Regions from separate parts of the Triticum aestivum genome. Here region 1 is linked to region 2. A link is a contact called in public Hi-C data. All regions are on one chromosome and are shown on one strand. The core of a region is the stretch at or near the end of the contact, and the rest is flanking DNA. Distances in the headings are between cores, read along the strand shown. Region 1 holds the start of LOC123128362. Region 2 holds the start of LOC123130968 (putative laccase-9).

Region 1 (3,997 bases), core at 1,220-3,719, 160 kb after region 2:
TGGATCTCAGGGGATCCGGTAGGTGCTGGTCTTCGGTGGGTCTGTTTGGAACTGGTTTTCGTTCGGATGTTTACACATTTCATCCTTCCCATCTACGACTTTCTTCATCAGCGATGGTTGCTACTCTGGTGCGCCGGTCCTATGGGGCCTTAGCACGTTGACTTCCCCAAATGTCTAGTGCAACAAGGTTTTCCCGGCTTCGGCGAGGGAGGGGTGATGACGGCGACGCGCCTTTGACTCACCCCAATGCTTGTAGTCATCGCTAGGTGGTCCACGAACCTGGTTGTATTTTTATTACCTCTAATGTTCTTTGTACTATCATGATTGAAGTTGAATAGATTGAAAGTTTCTCAGGAAAAAAGAGATAACAGGATGTTCAACAATTTTTTTCGAACTCATCGACTCCAAAATCAATGATACTCTAGTCGGAATTCACACATGCCGATCCACAACACTATGCCCCTTGAGTTTCATCCAACAATGTATTAACGTAAATGGCCTGCCCTCGGTTTTGTGATACAACATGGCAGCACGTCTGGGCTATATAATGTGATGGTTACCAAGTTGCAACATTGAGTGAATCAATGAATTGACTAACATGTAGGGCAACAAGAAGCAAAACTTATTATCTCCATGATTGACGCACCCGGTGGTCTTCTCTCCGATTGTGTAATCGCATTGTGATACTTCATGACGGAGTTGAAGATGGTGTACCATCGATGGGCTAGGAACTTTGCATTGTGTTTCATGGATCACATCCAAGTCGTAGGAGCGCGAAGTGCTTTTGCACATGAAACCAAGAATGCATGTTTTGCCAAAAGGTCGAGCCCCATGTCTCATGCCTACAAAGTCCGTAGATAGGACTAAACATGCATCGCACATCAGCTCATCCTCCATCACCAAGTACCCCACCATCGTGCTTACTCTAGGAAACAACGAGAAGGTCAAAAGAAAGCTCAGTGGCATTTGATCGAAGACCTGTTGGGCGTAGTGTCCGCCATGGACATCATCGGCAGGGGCGGAGGGTACTTGGCTGCAGACGGATCCAAGGTGCACGACGGCGTAGTCTAACATGGGCATGCACGTGGGTTGGGTTACGGGCTCGGCAATGCCTGGGCGGCGGCTGGAGAGGTACAAAGGTGGCAGCGGGCAAGGAGGGTGCACATGCTGAGAAAGGGGGAAGCATGGGCGGAGTGAAGAAATGTGGTCCAAGAGGGGATTTGAGTGGGGCTAGGGGTATCGAAGTCCTACGTGGTGAGGTCCGGACGCCCGCATCCCCTCTCCCCCAGTTTGTGTATGGTTTGCGGGAATACGTACAAGCATCCATGTCCGTGGGCAAATACCGACCCGTTTTGGATTTCAAACTATGTCCGGACAACTCGGCCCGGACGTGTGCAGACGGTTTGAGGGGCGACATTGGAGATGCCCTAAGAACTATCAACATATTTTCTTCACTAAAACCGATTCTTAGTCTTTAAATTAATAGAACAAAACTGCACAAGCTATTTTTAACCTCTCTCGCTCGCACAGCTCCTCGACACTTTTCTCGTCGTTGCCGGAGGAGGACGAGGCGGAGCAGCCTTCTCCGGGGTTCAACATGACGGAGGCGGAGGCGAAGTTCGCCCTCGCCCAAGCCATGGAGATGGCAGGGTAGCAGGCCATCCTGGAGTCCATCCAGGATGAGGTCTATGTGGAGGCCAACCGGCAGTTCCTCCTGCAGGAGCAGGTAGCGTCCGACGCGCTCTTCATCGAACTCGACGCAGAGATAGAGGAGGTGGAGGCCGGAGCGAAGCAGCCGAAGATGCAGCTACCGCCCATGTAGTCGGAGTCGGGCACGAATATAGTGGACATCTCCGACAAGGAGTAGCTAGATCATCTATTTCGTACGTAGGTTATTTCGTTTGCATGCTTTTGTTTGGATTTGAGAATCTAGTATGAGATGTCCGGATGTAGTTGTGCTAATTTGAGGAGTCCGCGCACGTTTGAGGGGTCATATTTGTCATATGCCGCTGTAGATGCTCTAAAGCCGCTATAAGAAAAATATAACAATACTTGCTCTAATATCGTATGGTATACTATACTCATCAAGAACTAATCAGTGGACCATGACAAAAGGCATAGCAATCAAAACCCTTGCCTACTCCTCTTTCTCGCCAGTGACGGTGTTGGGCTCTACCAATCATGCGTTGCTACGTTGAAACCGCACTTGCACGACGGCACGAGCCCGTCAGGTGTTGTGCCTTCGTTGGTAAGTCTAGCATCTGCACCGAAATATCTCGCCACCGGCCGATCGGGGCCGTCCGTGGCCCGATCCCACGGCCCCGAGGCGCCCAAACTACATTCCAACGGAGTCACATTACTGTTCTGGAAAGGGTGATGATACGCTTCCCATTCCCATCCCGACCGCTTCCTCGCCCTCCTCCTCCTCCCACTGCCACCCACCGCCGCCCGACGCGCCGCCGCCCCCCCCCCCCCCCCCCCCCGCCGGAGAGGGCGCTGCTCCTAGGCCCGCCGCGCGCCTCCCCACCCCCACCCCCTCCACGCGCGCGCGCCTCGTCTCCCCCCTGGCTTAAAGCGTCGCCGCCGACCGGCGCTTCGGTCGGGAGTTCAGACTCGTGGCATGCAGGTGAGAACCCCCCGACGCGTCCCGCTGAAAGACGAATCGAATCGAAACATTTCAGTTCGTCGTTGAAAATCGGGGTTTCCTGTCGAAAGTCTTATGCTTTTTTTCTATTAGACAGTAGAAAAGTTCTGAAATATTCTAATCTAAAGGGGAAGTTCCTGTTTAAAAGTCCGAGGGTGGCGGTGCCGGGGTGTCGGCTAGGCGGAGAAGCCGCTGGGGGTGCTGACGGGGCTGCGGGGAAGGATGAGCAGGAGGTATTAGGTTAGAGGTTGGGGAAGACGGATGGGGGGCTGCCGGCGTTTGGTGAGGTCAGATAGGGCGTATACCAGAACTGGTGTCGCATAGCCCGTAGGCGTAACCCTCCTCCGCTGTCCTCTGGACTGTGGACTGGCGTGGAGCCAAGATCTGTCCGGGTTTGGATTGATTCGCCATTGGACTGTCCGAGCTCATATTCAAGTATACGTATTTTGGTGCCTGTTACCCTGAACTAGCCTCTTATTTTCAGAAGAAATTGAGGGTTTAACTGAACCTCGAGTCTGCCCCCGCTTTCAGAACTAGGTTGGTGTTGCGCACACGCACACCATGCTGTTATGTGCTATTGCAGGTAGTGTTGAATCTCGTGGCTTTGAAACATAAGCATATTTAAGGTGGGGGGAGGAAAACGTCATTGGAACATTACAAAAGAAAGAACTAGTCAGCCTGGTGAACCTCAAACTTTACTACGCATAAAATGTTTGCTTGGTGCAGAATATGCTGATTTGTATGCGAGAGACATGTTGTGGGTTTGATGAGGTCCTTGTTATTTAAGTCAGTGACCTTTTGTAGATCAAGATAATAGCCTTTGAATTTAGAACAAAAAACTATTTCAGTCGTTGCTAACTTGTTCTGTAAATGCCACAGGTGACACTGTTTGAAGCCCTCTGTCTCTTGACTTGAAAATAACAAGTTATCGACGCTGCGAGTAAGCTTTATTTGCGAGCAAAAATAAGCTAGTAGTATTTGCACGTGATTGGGCAAATTAGTCAAGACGGGCGCTCTTTGCTGCGTGGCCGCTAGGCCACATGGGACAAAGTCCAATCCTGCTAGCAGAGACTGTTCCATGGATCCTACAGAGCCTCGTTGGCGGATGAATTCGAGCTTCTCTCCTCCATCGCGGGGATGGGACTGCATGTACTCATCAGACGGTTTGCCTCATAGGACTCCTGATGCTCCACACGATCATCCACCTTATGTGTCATCACTATCATCACATAGTAAAGGAAGTAGAAGTGCATTTGGCAGTGACCAGTACCTGAATCACCACCACTCTGTATCTGATGGAGCACTTTCTTATTTTGGTAGTCCTGTTGACAGCCTTCAGGCTCCACGCTGGAC
Region 2 (3,725 bases), core at 286-2,785:
CCGAACCTTAAGTGTGTAGACCCTACGGGTTCGGGAGACAAGCAGACATGACTGAGACGACTCTCCGGTCAATAACCAACAGCGGGATCTGGATACCCATGTTGGCTCCCGCATGCTCCATGATGATCTCATCGGATGAACCACGATGTCGAGGATTTAATCAATCCCGTACGCTATTCCCTTTGTCTATCGATATGTTACTTGCCCGAGATTCGATCGTCGGTATCCCAATACCTCGTTCAATCTCGTTACCGGCAAGTCACTTTACTCGTACCGTAATGCATGATCCCGTGACCAGACACTTGGTCACTCTGAGCTCATTATGATGATGCATTACCGAGTGGGCCCAGTGATACCTCTCCGTCATACGGAGTGACAAATCCCAGTCTTGATCCATGTCACCCAACAGACACTTTCGGAGATACCCGTAGTCTACCTTTATAGTCACCCAGTTACGGTGTGACGTTTGGCATACCCAAAGCACTCCTACGGTATCCGGGAGTTACACGATCTCATGGTCTAAGGAAAAGATACTTGACATTGGAAAACTCTAGCAAACGAACTATACGATCTTGTGCTATGTTTAGGATTGAGTCTTGTCCATCACATCATTCTCCCAATGATGTGATCTCGTTATCAATGACATCCAGTGTCCATAGTCAGGAAACCATGACTATCTGTTGATCAACGAGCTAGTCAACTAGAGGCTCACTAGGGACATGTCGGTGTCTGTTATTCACACATGTATTACGATTTCCGGATAACACAATTATAGCATGAATAAAGACAATTATCATGAACAAGGAAATATAATAATAATGCTTTTATTATTGTCTCTAGGGCATATTTCCAACACGATAAGTCTAAGACTTGAATCCTGATAAACCGAAGATAGCACCGTACTCCTAACCACCCAACCGCAAATTGATTCCCCGGCCGGAATCATTTACCTAGCGAAAAACTCACGTCAAATTCTAGATACCCAGACAGCCGGTGAGAGAGTGACGCAACGTGTCGCACAAAGGTCTATGTTGCCCATGCGTTCTTCATACCCATCGAAATACGGTGCTAAAAAAAGGAAATACGGTGCTACTTACGACATATTGGGAACTCCGCTGGAACATATAAACTTATGCATGGCCAACGCCTTGAAGGTTAGCCAGGTTCGTTTCTTGACCTTTTCCCCACACATGCTCGAGCGCTGACAAACTTCGAGCCCCATTCGTACTGAAGTCTTGTCTTCGCACAGGGAAGGCTCCAAAGGGACAGCTCGTTGTCATCGGGATGCACGTTCGCGTTATGTTTCATGCTGCCGGAATAGCAGAATCTCAATTGCACGACCGGTTCCTCATCCGAACTGTCATCCATGGACGAAGAATTTTTCGCCATCGGTCGTGTTTCCTCTTGGCGAGATCCCTGTGTATAAGTAGTACCACAGATGGCATGCATATTCTTCACTCGTCAGACCTGGTTTGCTACCTACACTGGCTAGCTATCTCCTGCCACTGGTTGCTCGATCGATCTCTAGTCCGGCAATGGCGATCAGTAAGATACATCTAGTTTGGTTACTATGTGTGGCCTTAGCGTTTGGTGTCGCAGCAGCTGCCGTCCCCGCTCATGGTTCAGGTTCAGGCAGCGTGCGCTGCCACTACGATTTCTTCGTAAGTGCATCATGCATTTTGCTTCCCGTCAGCTGAAGAATGGATCGATGTGCTAGTAGCCAGGTGTCTGCAAAATTTGCTTGATAGTAGATGATGCATGACAAAACGGCGGCCGCCATTGTTGCAGATAAGGGAGGCCAACTACACCCGGCTCTGCAGCGAGAAGACCATCCTGACCGTGAACGGCGAGTTCCCGGGCCCGACCATCTTCGCGCGCAAGGGCGACGTCGTCCTCGTCAACGTCCACAACCAAGGCGACCAAAACGTCACCATCCACTGGTAGTTTTTCTAGTCTCAGAAATGGACTTATTTGTTTCAGGCCATGGCATTGGCATTAAGTTCTGCACAGAATGACACTGCTAATACTCTGTGCATGTGCAGGCACGGCGTGGACCAGCCGCGGAACCCATGGTCGGACGGCCCGGCCTACATAACGCAGTGCCCCATCCAGCCCGGCAACACCTTCACCTACCGGATCATCTTCTCCGAGGAGGAGGGCACGCTGTGGTGGCACGCGCACAGCGACTTCGACCGCGCCACCGTGCACGGTGCCATCGTCATCCATCCCAGGCGCGGCGCCGCCTACCCCTTCCCGAAGCCGCACCGAGAGGTGCCCATCATCCTCGGTACGCATGCTCAAACGCTGGTGCTCTCCTTTGGTTAAAATTTTCAACGAAATTTCAGTGAATTTCTGAAATATCGCATATTCCAGTGGGGTCCAAAATATCTTTAACCCTGAAATTTCGAGGTAGATTCAAGCTGATTTCAAAATAAATTTATATTATGTTAGAATTCATTAAAATTAAGTGAAATTTGAAATATCAAAATTCGAAATAACAGGTCCGAAACTATTCTGTTTCCGAAATTAAAAAACCTTCCTTCTTGAACTTCGATCGCGTGCTGGGGACCTGGGGTGAGGCTTGATTGTGTGAACATTTTTGCATGCAGGGGAGTGGTGGAACCGCGACGTCGGGCAAATGCTCGCCGAAGCCCTCAGCAGCGGTGGCGACTTCCAGCCGTCAGACGCCAACACCATCAACGGCCAGCCCGGTGACCTGTTCCCATGCTCCAGTGACACTACCTTCAAGCTCCCCGTCGAGCACGGCAAGACCTACATGCTCCGCATCATCAACGCGGCGCTCACCAACGAGTTCTTCTTCGCCATCGCCGGGCACCGCCTCACGGTGGTGGGCACCGATGCCGCCTACACCAAGCAGTTCACAGTCGACCACGTCTTCATCGGGCCGGGCCAGACCAAGACCGTGTTGCTCAACGCCGACCGTGGCCGCTCAAACCACACGAGGTACTACATGGCGGCAAGGCCGTACGCGACCAACCCGCTCGCCCGCTTCGACAACAGCACGACCACCGCCGTCCTGGAGTACATCGACGCGCCGCAGGCCACGGCGATGTCGGACATCCCCGCCCTGCCGGCCATCAACGACAGCGCGGCGGCGGAGGCCTACTCGGTGCAGCTCAAGTCCCTCGCCAGCGAGGAGCACCCGGTGGACGTGCCCCGGCTCGTCGACGAGCACATGCTCATCACCATCGCGGTCAATGAGATCCCCTGCACGCCCGGCGAGCTGTGCAAGGGCCCCCGCAACAACAGCCTCGCGGCGAGCCTCAACAACGTCAGCTTCGAGATGCCCAGCACGGCCATCCTTGGCGCCTACTACACCTCGGTGCTACTGGGCGTCGCCAAGACAAACTTTCCCGACAACCCGGCGGTGGCTTTTAACTACACCACCGACGACCTCCCTCTAGACCTCAGGTTCACGGCGCGCGACACAAGGGTGAAGGTGCTGGAGTACGGCACCGTGGTGGAGGTGGTTTTCCAGGACACGTCCATCCTCGGTAGCGAGAGCCACCCCATGCACCTTCACGGGTACAGCTTCTACGTGGTAGGGAGAGGGGCTGGTAACTTTGACAGGCACAAGGACCCGGCGACGTACAACCTCGATGACCCGCCGTACCAGAACACGGTCTCCGTGCCCAAGGCTGGCTGGGCCGCAATCCGCTTCCGGGCGGCGAATCCAGGTGAGTGCTTATTAAGGCATCTCTTTC

What was found. A called contact is a pair of places that touch in the nucleus more often than the background predicts.
Region 1: a contact with region 2 is called in a Hi-C map of leaf, with 8 times the contacts expected there. The contact joins the promoter of LOC123128362 here to the promoter of LOC123130968 in region 2. A contact is called at or near these places in 2 of 5 Hi-C or Micro-C datasets (both in leaf).

What each region holds. Positions count from the first base shown.
Region 1 is chr6A:540,501,670-540,505,666 of IWGSC CS RefSeq v2.1, forward strand. It overlaps LOC123128362, which reads left to right and starts at 2,470. Exons shown (of 4, transcript XM_044548344.1): 1 at 2,470-2,626; 2 at 3,524-3,997. The coding sequence starts at 3,723.
Region 2 is chr6A:540,339,763-540,343,487 of IWGSC CS RefSeq v2.1, forward strand. It overlaps LOC123130968 (putative laccase-9), which reads left to right and starts at 1,536. Exons shown (of 5, transcript XM_044550750.1): 1 at 1,536-1,661; 2 at 1,789-1,940; 3 at 2,043-2,287; 4 at 2,610-3,698. The coding sequence starts at 1,536.